Linked DNA regions of Mus musculus: region 1 is linked to region 2. Evidence: chromatin contacts called from public HiCAR-type data. All regions are on one chromosome and are shown on one strand. The core of a region is the stretch at or near the end of the contact, and the rest is flanking DNA. Distances in the headings are between cores, read along the strand shown. Region 1 overlaps Gm40687 (a long non-coding RNA gene). Region 2 overlaps Ank3 (ankyrin 3, epithelial).

What was found. HiCAR-type assays count read pairs that join an accessible place to other places.
Region 1: a HiCAR-type map of kidney shows a contact between it and region 2, with 2.5 times the contacts expected there. The contact joins two enhancer-like sites. A contact is called at or near these places in 1 of 484 Hi-C or Micro-C datasets (ECoMG-derived neutrophils), 3 of 115 datasets of contacts at active chromatin or transcription factors (astrocytes, embryonic basal ganglia and kidney) and 1 of 9 other capture datasets (embryonic stem cells).

Annotation. Positions count from the first base shown.
Region 1 is chr10:70,298,615-70,304,155 of GRCm38.p6, reverse strand. The region is part of intron 2 of Gm40687 (a long non-coding RNA gene); the gene reads right to left. Among named protein-coding and RNA genes, the nearest start is that of Gm33704, 8.0 kb to the right of the region's middle. Within about 2 kb of position 2,450, at least 9 of the 459 cell types and tissues checked have an H3K27ac peak or open chromatin away from gene starts, as enhancers often do. A contact at or near this core is called in kidney, where this site is marked.
Region 2 is chr10:69,942,174-69,948,076 of GRCm38.p6, reverse strand. All of the region lies in intron 26 of Ank3 (ankyrin 3, epithelial), which reads right to left. Among named protein-coding and RNA genes, the nearest start is that of Gm33361, 24 kb to the right of the region's middle. Within about 2 kb of position 1,631, at least 29 of the 459 cell types and tissues checked have an H3K27ac peak or open chromatin away from gene starts, as enhancers often do. A contact at or near this core is called in kidney, where this site is marked.

The DNA of each region.
Region 1 (5,541 bases), core at 1,201-3,700, 360 kb before region 2:
GGGAAGGGAAAGAAGAGAGTCAAGTACCCTAACGTCTGGAACAATCATGGGGTAGGGAGCTCTGAGTGTCTACGCCTTCCCCGAACGCACATGACAGGCCTTTGGGAGAGACTACACTGTATGTAAATATACACGTTTAGTTGAATCCACTCTCACCTTTCTACCATGTAGGTTTTGGGATCTGATTTCCCGTCATTGGGCTTCATAGCAAGCGCCTCTGCCCCACTGAGCCATCTTGTCCACCCCCGAGCCACACTTCTGTTGTTGTGCCTGTTATCAGCCTCTGTGCCTTCCCCCTCATTCTGTGGGTGTTTGAGGCTCGGGCATTTGAAACACTGCCTCAAGTTAGTTACCGCTGTTAACACTTGGTGTTCCTTCAGAGATATCTGGGCTGGGGAGAGGGTTAGTTAACTCAGAACAAAGAGACCATTAATAGTATGGTAATAACGTGTGTGTGTGTGTGTGTGTGTGTGTGTGTGTGTGTGTGTGTGTGCGCGCGCACGTGTGCATGTGTATGTGTATGGTCTCCTATCTGAGTACGGCATGCAAGCATGTCTTTAGATCACAGATTATGAAATAGCCCCTTCTCTCCCTCCTGTGCCCTCTTAGGGAGAGACTACCAAAGCATGCAGGGGCCTAACTTAAAAGATTAGATTGTCTTTAGGTGTCTATCTGAAGGCTGCCCAATGGTTGGAAGCCAGAAAAATGTATTTAGACTTACTGTAAGGAAGACGTTTCCATCGCCCCCTTCTGACCTCCAGGGGTACTGCATGCACATGATACACAGATACTTGCAGTTGATGCTCATATACATTAATTAATATGTAAAAAGGAAAGAAACGTGAACTTCACGACCGAGTTAAGGATGGAATCAAGTAGTGACCTTGATTCTGCTGTCTCCCACGTCTGTGTCTCAGCTCCTATGACATCAGCATGAGTTAGGTAAGATCTAAATATTGTTATAGTTTGATTGTAAAAGAATAGTAGCAGCCAGGCGTGGTGGCGCACACCTTTAATCCCAGCACTCGGGAGGCAGAGGCAGGCAGATTTCTGAGTTCCAGGACAGCCTGGTCTACAAAGTGAGTTCCAGCACAGCCAGGGCTACACAGAGAAACCCTGTCTGGAAACCACGTACCCCCCTCAAAAAAAAAAAAAATAGTAGCAACAAGCTCATAGATGCACTGTAAACTTCAGGGAGACAGCTGGGCCTCTTGGGAGTATTTTGTCTTACACACTACCTCAGAGGACCATGTAAAAGGTTGCTGATATTTGGGTAATGGAGAATTAAACTCTTATCCCCACCATCCAACGGAGTTTAGCTCTCATGACACAATATGCTCGCTGCAGAAAGGAAAATAAATGTCGCATTAAAAGTGACTTTTTCAGTGGTGTCTTTATTCTGCTCAGAAATGAAGGATTGGGCTTATAAATGGCTGTGTGTAGTTCTAGAAGGGAGGCCCCATTTCTCTCGTCACCTTAGATCACACAGTTATAAAGCTTTTATCTCTCTGTGGTGATGAGAGAATATATAGGTTCAGAGGCCTAATCTTTTTTTTTTTTTTTTTTTGGTTTTTGGTTTTTGGTTTTTCGAGACAGGGTTTCTCTGTGTAGCCTTGGCTGTCCTGGAACTCACTCTGTAGACCAGGCTGGCCTCAAACTCAGAAATCTGCCTGTCTCTGCCTCCCAAGTGCTGGGATTAAAGGTGTGCGCCACCACCGCCCGACTAGAGGCCTAATCTTAAACTCCAGTATGACATTTGTGTGGTCTTTGCCTCTCAAGTCTCTCTGCAAGGTATAAAGGACAGCGCCCCTCACAGCACCACAAGGTCAAACGGGGACCAAGGACACTGTTGGGGTAGTGTTTGACACAGGTTTTTTACACACTGGGCAGGGAGAGAAGTTAGACACACACACACACACACACACGCACACACACATCATTTAAAACTAATGAACCTTGGTGGTGAATGTTGGCACACACCATTAATCCTAGCATTTGAAGGCAGAGGCAGGAGGCTCTCTGAGTTCAAGGACAGCCTAATCTAAATGGTGAGTTCTAAGCCAGTCTACAGAGTGAAACCCCGTCTGAAATAACAATGATAAATAAAAGAGAGCATTTCCCCTAAGGTGCCCATGGTTTGGACAGAAGCCCCGGCTTTGTGTAGGCCCTTGTCTCTATCACACCCCCTCAGGTATTCCTTAGGTCAGTGCCATTCCCAAGAAAGGAAGAAGCTATGTTTACCCCTACGGCTGGACTTGATTTTGACCTAGCAAGATTCCATAAAAGCACATTTTCAACTTTTAGTCTATTACTCCAAAACATGCATGTCTTTTGAATGCAGAAAATGACCTTTGCAGGGAAACAAAATGTCCCCAGAGGAGCAGAGCTATCATAAGCAGAGACAGTGGCTGGCCTCTCTGTCCTTCCCCTGCCTGGCATCACAGATGATAATTAAACAGGGAGTGAACTCAAGAGTCAACAAATTCATTACAGGAAAAACACTCAATGCACGCAGGGAAAGGGGTTTGCGTCAAAAGAACACCTTGGTGGAGGAATGCCGCAAAAAAAATCGTACCATGCCACAGACCTCATGCAGGAGATTTATTGGGGATGGAAGAGGCAAAAGGCTACCTCTGAGCAGGGCTGGGGAAAGAGAGAGACCAGGAGGTCAGAGCATGCACACAGGGAAAATACAGGAAGGTAGAAACCCGACACATCAATGGTTAAAGGCAGGGTGGGGGATGGGGGAGCTGCTGGTCCTGGAATGTGGGAGGTTCCTAGTTAACTAATACCCAGAGGCTGGTGTCCCTTGTCCTGTGCTTAGCCTTGCCCTGTCCTTAAATACAAAACAACCCTGGCTTCAATATTCTTGGGAAGAGATGAGGGAGGCTCTTCCCTCTAACTCCTAACAAGAATCACATCCTGGAGCTGGAGAGATGGCTCAGTGGTTAAGAGCACTGACTGCTCTTCCAGAGGTCCTGAGTTCGATTCCCAGCAACCACATGGTGGCTCACAGACATCTGTCATGGGATCCGATGCCCTTTTCTGATGTGTCTAAAGACAGTTATAGTGTACTCATATACATAAAATAAATTTTTAAAAAATCTACACACACACGAAAAAAATCACATCCTATATGCTTTAAACGGAAGTTCTAAGGTTTCAGAACACATTTCTGGAACCTTGCTAAGATGGTTTGAAAGAGAAGGGCCTCCACGGGCTCATACATTTAAATGCTTGGTCCCTAGTTGGGATGGTTTGGGAAGGATTAGAAGGTGTGGCTTTGTTGAAGGAGGTGTGTCACTGGGGCGGGCTTTGAGGTTTCAGAAGCCAACACTATTCCTAGCTAGTTCTCTCTCCCTCTCCCTCTCCCTCTCCCTCTCCCTCTCCCTCTCCCCCTCCCCTCCTCCCCTCCGTCTCCCTCTCCCCCCTCTCCCTCTCCCCTCTCCCCTCTCCCCTTCTCCCCTCTCCCTCTCTCCTCTCCCCTCTCCCCTCTCCCCTCTCTCCTTCTCTCCCCTCTCCCCTTTCCCCTCTCCCCTCTCCCCTCTCTCCTTCTCCCCTCTCCCCTCTCCCCTCTCTCCTTCTCCCCTCTCCCTCTCCCTCTCTCCTCTCCCCTCTCCCTCTCCCCTCTCCCCTCTCTCCTTCTCTCCCCTCTCCCCTTTCCCCTCTCCCCTCTCCCCTCTCCCCTCTCCCCTCTCCCCTCTCCCTTCTCCCCTCTCCCTCTCTCCTCTCCCCTCTCCCCTCTCTCCTTCTCTCCCCTCTCCCCTTTCCCCTCTCCCCTCTCTCCTTCTCCCCTCTCCCCTCTCCCCTCTCTCCTTCTCCCCTCTCCCTCTCCCTCTCTCCTCTCCCCTCTCCCCTCTCCCTCTCCCCTCTCCCTCTCCCCTCTCCCCTCTCTCCTTCTCTCCCCTCTCCCCTCTCCCCTCTCTCCTTCCTGCCTGTGGATTAAATGTAACTCTCTGCTGCTGCTCCAGAGCCTTGTCTGGCTGCCTGCTGACCTGTTCCCCTTCATAATAGCCATGGACTCACCATCTGGAACTGTGTACCCCAAACTAGATGGTTTCTTTTATTAATTGTCTTGGACATGGTGTTTTGTCATAGGACAGAAAAGTACCTAAGACACCTACCACAAAAATACCACTGCTGGGAGGGGGCCATAGATAAAGACTGGCTGACGGTCACAGAGGACACATAGGCTGCAGCTTGGCACAGCCTGCACCACTGCTTCTGCAGTGGAAGGGGAGGGATGCAATGCAGCTGTCCTTCAAGGCTGTGCCCTTGGAGCCAGACCGCAGGAAAACTGACAGCCAGCCCACTCTCTCCCACTTTTGTGTGTTTAGTTCAACAGCAACCAAACTGATATCCTAGGAAGAGAACAGAGTAGAAGACGGTAAAATACAAACAAGTTATTTTCTCCCACGTGGCCTCAAAATGTCCTTGGGCTAGTTTGTTTGAAGCCAAGATCTCACCACAGAAAATGATGCTATCTTTAATATCGATTTTTCTCTCTTCCTTTTTCAATCTAGTTCAGCCCCCAGGGTACGTGAGAGTGACAGCCTTAGTGATCCCGGAGAACATGACCCATGGCCAGAAATGTCTTTGTTGCTCTGTTGTATACCATTTTTTTTAACTATTCTGTTGCAGCAGATGTCTAGTCTATCCAGATGTGGTGGATCAGTACTCAGAAGGTTGAGGCAGGAGGTTGGGATTCCAAGGTCAGCCTGGAAGACTACATAAAATAAATAAAATAAAATAAAATAAAATAAAATAAAATAAAATCCTATCTTAGAGGAAATGACAAGTTCACATTCCATACTTCAAGGGTTCAAGTTGTACCACATCAAGAGTTGTGCAGTGTTTAGCGGTCATAGATAGCACGCCCACATCCTGTTACTATCCCCTGTGGGAGTTTGAGATTTCCCCTTCAGCAGCAAGATTTTTAACCATAAATTGACCCAGGAAGGACTGGAGTGACACTGTTGTTTGTTTGTTTGTTTTGTTTTTTTAATGATCCCCAAAGGCATGTTTTTCTATTTCTTTCTTAAAATTCTCTGTCCCCCTCTGAGCCTCCCAGCTGACCATAGACACTTTCCTTAACCCTCTGGCTAAGATAGGTGTGTAGGACCTCACAGCCTTCCACATTGTGCTGTGAAGGATGTAGGGAGCATGATCGGGCCACCTCTCCATGAAAGGTCACCTCCATGTCTGTGTGTCTTAGGAGGGTGCTATTTGAAAGGGTAGCATGTGAAAACCCGGGAGATAGATGAGTATCTTTCTACATAGGGTCATGAAACAGGTCTTGGGAAAGGCTTTCTAGTATAGGTTAAGAGGACACAATTTAAAACAGATCTGCTTCTCCCCCACTCCCTGACCTGGCCACAGCCATACCTTCACCCCATCATTCAGCTTAGTACAACAGAGACCACCCAGCCTAGGTCAGATGGTTGTGAATGGTCACATGGGTGCTGGGAACCAACCCTGGGTCCTCTGAGAAGAGCGGCAAGTGGTCTTAACTGCCGGGCCATCCACCCTGCCCCATCTCCA
Region 2 (5,903 bases), core at 382-2,881:
TGTGATTAGAATTTGATGCTGGGCCTGAAGCAAAGGCTCAGCAGCTAAGAGCACTGGCTGTTCTTGCAAGAGAGCCCAGGTTTGATTTCTAACATCTCTACGGTGGCTTGAAGCTATCTGTAACTCCAGTTCCAGAGGATCCAACACCCTCTTCTAGCCTCCAAAGACTGTACATACATGGTACAGGTATATACACTCAGGAGCACAGCTAACATAAATCTTACAAACAAACAAATAATCTAATACGACTGGACAGAGCTGAGATTAACTTTGGAGAGCAATGAACCACTGGAGAAACTCACGTTCAGTCAGCTAACCACTTAGACCAGCTTTTACAGACACCAGCAGCAGCCAACTGTCACACTGGGACCAGGGACTGAATGCAAAGCTACTTTAGTATTTTTGGTGATGTTGGTGAGGAGCATGTGTGTGTGTGTGTGTGTGTGTATGCGCGCGCGCGCGCACGCGCGCGCATGTGTGTGGTTGTGGGGACAAATTACAGCTGTATGTCTGAGGCCCTTGAGTGATTTTCCATTTAGACCTTTAGAGTGCTTTTTTTAAAGTCTGATAAATTAATAATCTTTCACCTCTTTGTTAATTACAGTAAATTATTTACCTTCAGTACTCTGAGAAACTTACTGGTGACATTAATAATTAAAACCAGGAATTATACCACACAGAAAGGTATCCCACCGGCATGTAATATTCACGAGGCAGGATGTGCCAACTTGCCAGGATCCGACAACCCCCTTTGGATCTGCTTTCTCTCCTTGCCTCCCCTAGCTCTTTGCAGCCCATCAGAGCCTAGTCACACCACAGCTGAGCAGATGGTACACCTGGCCATCCCAGGGAGCTAGAATGTGCTGCCGTGCCTCTGAAAGGTAGCATTTCAAGCCAATGTTGGCTGCCAGAACAGTTTCTCCTCAGAGTCCCCTTTTCTCTTTCGTGGAGGTTGGTTCAGGTTTATGAGTGGCCCTGAGTCCGAATAACTTAAATATGAGCTGCCAGAATGTTCTTACTGTAGGGGCGGTTTCTGAAGCAAAATAACAGCAACTCAGGCAAACCTACGGTTTTATAGGCAGATCATGAATTGGTAATTTCCTTTCCAACTGTCTCCACATACTTACAGGCTAGAGTTTGGGGAAAACTGAGCAGAGACATGCCAGCATCTACTTATTTTATAAACAAACAGTATTCCTTTCAGAGTGTCTGTCCTCACCATCAATGCTCAGGGGCACTATGGCTCCCATTTAAAGGACTAAGCAGAGCACATCGCTGGGTGACCATTAAAATAGAAGCAGTAGCTGCGGACGCAGCTCAGTGGCAGAACATTTGCGTAGCATGCGTGAAGCCCTGGGTCTGGCTCCCAGGACCATATATACCTGGCATAATGGCACACACCTGTAATTCTGACATTTGGAACGTGGAAGCTGGAGGATCAGGAGTTCAAGGTCACCCTCAATTGGGACGTGAGTCGCAGGCTAGCATGGGCTACATGAGCCTCAGCTCCTAGATCTATTGGGACCGAGGTGGTATCTAGTGAAAAAGTGCAGCTTTGGGGCTGAGCCGCCTGTAGCTGGATTTGGCAGCGCCTGTTGGCACTTTCTATGGGAGATGACCCTTGCTACCGTGAACTTATTGGAGGTGGCTCAAAGGTGGTTATGGGCTCTCCAGACCCAGTTTTCACAACACCTCTGAAAACGTGGTGTCACTATCTGAGGGGTTTTGTTTGTTTGTTTTTTTTTATTTTTTGTTTTGTTTTTTAATTTCAGGAAAGGAGTTAGAAGGGCTGGCTGGGGTCCAGCATCTACGGTCCTGTGCTAAGGCCTGCGCCTGCTCATAGAGACAGCAGATTTTCTCCTAACAGCATCTGCTACTGCAAGGGTACTGACTACCCTATAGACCCTCCTGGCCATGGGCACAGGGGGTGCATGTATTTAGGGGATTAGTCTACATGCCCACTTGGTACAGACAAAGCCAACCTCCAGCAACTGACCCCCAATGTGTGTAGGGGGACACTTTGCTCTGGATCGTTTCCATGGCAACATCTGCCGGCCTGTGGTCCTTCACATTTTTTTTCCCCCATTCTCCCAGTGTCTTTGTCTTTCATTGGTTGATAAGAGACTCGGCCAGAGTGTAAATCACGCCCTGGCACTGACGCCATATTGGTGTTAAACTATAATGCGGTGTCTTTTAATGTAAAAAGGCTTCCATTCTCCCCAGAGGACTTTGATTTTATATGAGGTTATGTGTTAAAACATGACGATTTACTGAGGAAAAGAACAAAACCCAAAACGTTTCAGTTTCAGGCTAAACCCTGGGACTTTCCAGACATTTACACGGGATGCTGGTACCAACAGACAGCTCCTGCTCAGTACTAACACGCACCTTACAAAAACCGGGGTCCAGTTTATTCACTCAAAAAGTGCTTAGTTCTTAAAAATTTTGTTTTATTTTTGAGACAGATTCTTGCTAAACAGCTCTGGCTGCTTTGTCGGAAACTGTATAGTCCAGGCTGGCTTCACACTCATGGCAATCCTCCTGCCTTAGCTTCTTGAGTGCCAGGATGACAGGAGTAAGTTATCACCTTGGCTTTTCCTTCTTTTTAAACAGTGCTCCAATAATCCATGGTGTGCTAATCCCATGGTAATGACTGCCTGCCTTAGGTTCTCCAAGTCCCCAAAACTTTTAGACCTCAAAGTGACATTACACTCATTTTACAGTTAAGGGGAAGGAGGCACTCAGAGATTTAAAAAAAAAAATCTGGCAACACAAAGTCACTGGCTGGCACACAGCGGCTTCGGAGGGACAATACATTAAAAGCAGTTCCCATCGATTTCTTACAAACTTTGACTCCCACATCAAAGGGACCATCGGCACAGGGTCTTCACCTTCATCTTGGGGCATTATTACCATCACACTGCACATTATACAAGGGAGTCCAAAGCCTGACTAAATGATGAGGTCACTGTCTCCGAGAGCTTAATATTTTCTAAAAATAGTATCCCGGCCGCCCAACGCATCAGAGGAAAGAAGAGAGTAAGAACACACTGGCCTTATTAACCGGGACACACCCTGAAGTTCAGGTCTGGAAATAAACGGAACATGTTGGTCTGACAAACCAGGACACGCCCAGAAAGCCCAAATCTGGGAATAAATACTAAGTATAGGAGAAGAGGGCAGGAAGGGGGGGATAGAGAGAGGGAAGAGATGAAGAAATGGATGAAGAGAGGGAGGAAAGGGGGGAGGGGGAGAAAAAGAAAGGGGGGGAGAAAGATCTAGTTGGCTCTATCATCCAATCTCTCCCAACTGCTGACTGTTAGCCCTTAGTGTCAAAAGTATGTAGTATATACCGCCTATCATCCCTCAGTCCTTACATGGAACTTTCCAGCATAGGGGTGGGGCTACCCATCTCCCAGAATCTCCTCCCTATATAATGCAGACATTTTGGCCTCTCTCCCTGTCTCTCTGCATTTCTGAGTTTTCTCTCTCCCTGTATGCACATGTTCTTTTTCTTCTCCCTCCCCTCCCTCTTCCTCTCCATGGTGACCTTCCTTCGCCTCGTTCCTTGGGATCAGTGCACCTGCCCAGGAACAACTTCTCGATAATCCTGCCTGCCTTTATTTTAATCTGGCTTGAATGGACTCATTTCAGCGGCGGAGAATAACATCAATTTTAAGTACACGGTAGCCTAATGCACCAAGGCATAAATAGCTGAAGAGCATTGCTTCTTACATTGATGCAATGTTGCATCCATCTCTCCATGCCAACTTTTAGGGTGTGGGCACTCTCCAGACCACGGGGTTGGGGGGGGGGGCGGGGGGGTGAAAGCAACCACTGGATTGAACAACATTGGCCAAGTGGAAATGGAAACTTCAGAGATTGCTCAGTGTAGAGCACTTGCCTTCCAAGTAGCAAGATGACAAGAGAATTTGGGGCCAGGGGGAACCTCCCCTCCCCCTCTCCCTAGGGTGCTTCAAGACAGGTCAGACATTTGGGTTAGGGTAACTTGGATTCCTAAGAGGAGTCAGGGAATAGATGGAGGCTCAAGTCTCAGCTCCCCCCCCCCCCCCCCCGCCCCTGGCTTCTGTTTGTTAAAGTGCAGATTAACACCTATTTTAGCAGAGCATGGTGGGCTTTGGCTGTAACCCCAGCACTCAAGAGGCAGAGACAGATGTTTGAGGTGGCTTGAGCTTGGCCCCTGGAGCCCATGTAGAAAGCCAGACAGAGTTGTACATACACATCTGTAGCCTGAGCATTCCTGAGGCAGGACAGAAGGAGCAAAATTTCAGAGACATGTGAAGGAAAAGAACCCAAACAAAGCCCCTCCAAGCTACGAAGAATCCCAGAATAAGCAATGCTGGTTGTAAAGGACTGTGATATTGTTATTACTTTCATAAATATCATCTAGACAATTAATGCTAAGATAGCAGTGTCTCAGTGTAAGGCTTGGATGTCTATGTCTATGACCTTGGGCAGGACTTCATCAATCTCCCCAGATAGCGCCTGAAACTCTCACACAATAAGAGAGATTCCCTGTGGGTGAATCTTTTTACCCTACCAATTGTGATCCTATTAGGTGCCCTCAGCAACCTCCCACTGTCAAATCCACTAAATTCCTACTCACGACTGTTGCTATGCAAATAGTGAACCTGGACTCTCCCAGGGGCCATGGGTCCTCAGCCTTTCTTTCAAGCTCTGTCCGTTCTCAGAACACCCGCTGTGAAGCCTGTATTATAATGTCTTCAAATAAAATTCCCAGCTCTGCTTCATAGACCTGACGTTCTTTTCAGTGTCAAAGTCCCTAATCCTGGTGTGGCTGGAACTAAGGTCCCTACAACTCTTGGGGAAATCATGAGCTGCTGAGAGTTACAACGGGGAGGGAGCTGGCCACTGGAGCTGGATGCCAGAGAACTGCTCAGAAGTTTGTGAGACAGCTAGCCCTGAGTGCAGACAGCCCAAGAAACAAGAGCCCTGCAAAGCTGTCCTCTGATCTCTACACATGAGCTGTGGCACACATATGCCTACAAATCACACACACACTGCACATCATTCGCACGCATACATGCTGCGTACACAGCTCAAAGTAAACTAGTCAATAAACAAACAGCAGCACCCCCTTCAAGGGTGGTGTCCCCCTTTCACGAGAAATGTCTCCTGTAGGCTCACTTGGCCCCCAAGCTGTCAGTGCTGTTTGGGGGAGGTGCTGCCTCATGGCAGGAAGAAGTACAACGGAGTGGGCGGGCTTTGAGAGGGTCTAGCCTCGTCCCACTTCCTGTTTGCTCTCTGTTTTGAGTTTGTGGCTGAAGATGTGATCTCCCAGCTTCCAGTTCCTGCCACCCTGCCTGCTGCTTTTTACTCCCCCTACCCCTCCTGCTTCCCCTCCCCCCACACCATCCCCCACCACAATGGGCTTTTACTCTCTGAAATCCTGGAAAGCCAAAAGAAACTCCTCCTGGTTCCCTTTTGCTCACAGGCAGTTTATCATAGCAACTGAAGAGATACTCACAGGGGCAGCTTGGGAGCGCGAGAAGAGATAGCAAGCACAAACAGCATGAAATCTTTATGAAAGGGAACCCATCAGGGATGGTGGCTCATCCTATTACTCCAGCCCAAGAAAGGCAGTAAGAGGCAGGAGGATCCAAAGCTCAGGGTCACTCTTGGCTACATGTGAGTTTATCTGGGCTATGTAAGATCCTGCTTTCAAAACCAAGCCAAACCATACCAAACCAAACCAAGAAATGGCAGTTCTTGTGGATTCCATAAGAGGAAACCTGATTCTAGCCAAGGATGGTGGTACACTTCTCTAATCCTCTCCTCAGGAGGTTGAGGCAGGAGGATCTGAAACTCATGGCCGTTCTCAGGTGCCCAGTGATTTTTGAGTCCAGCCTGCACAACATGAA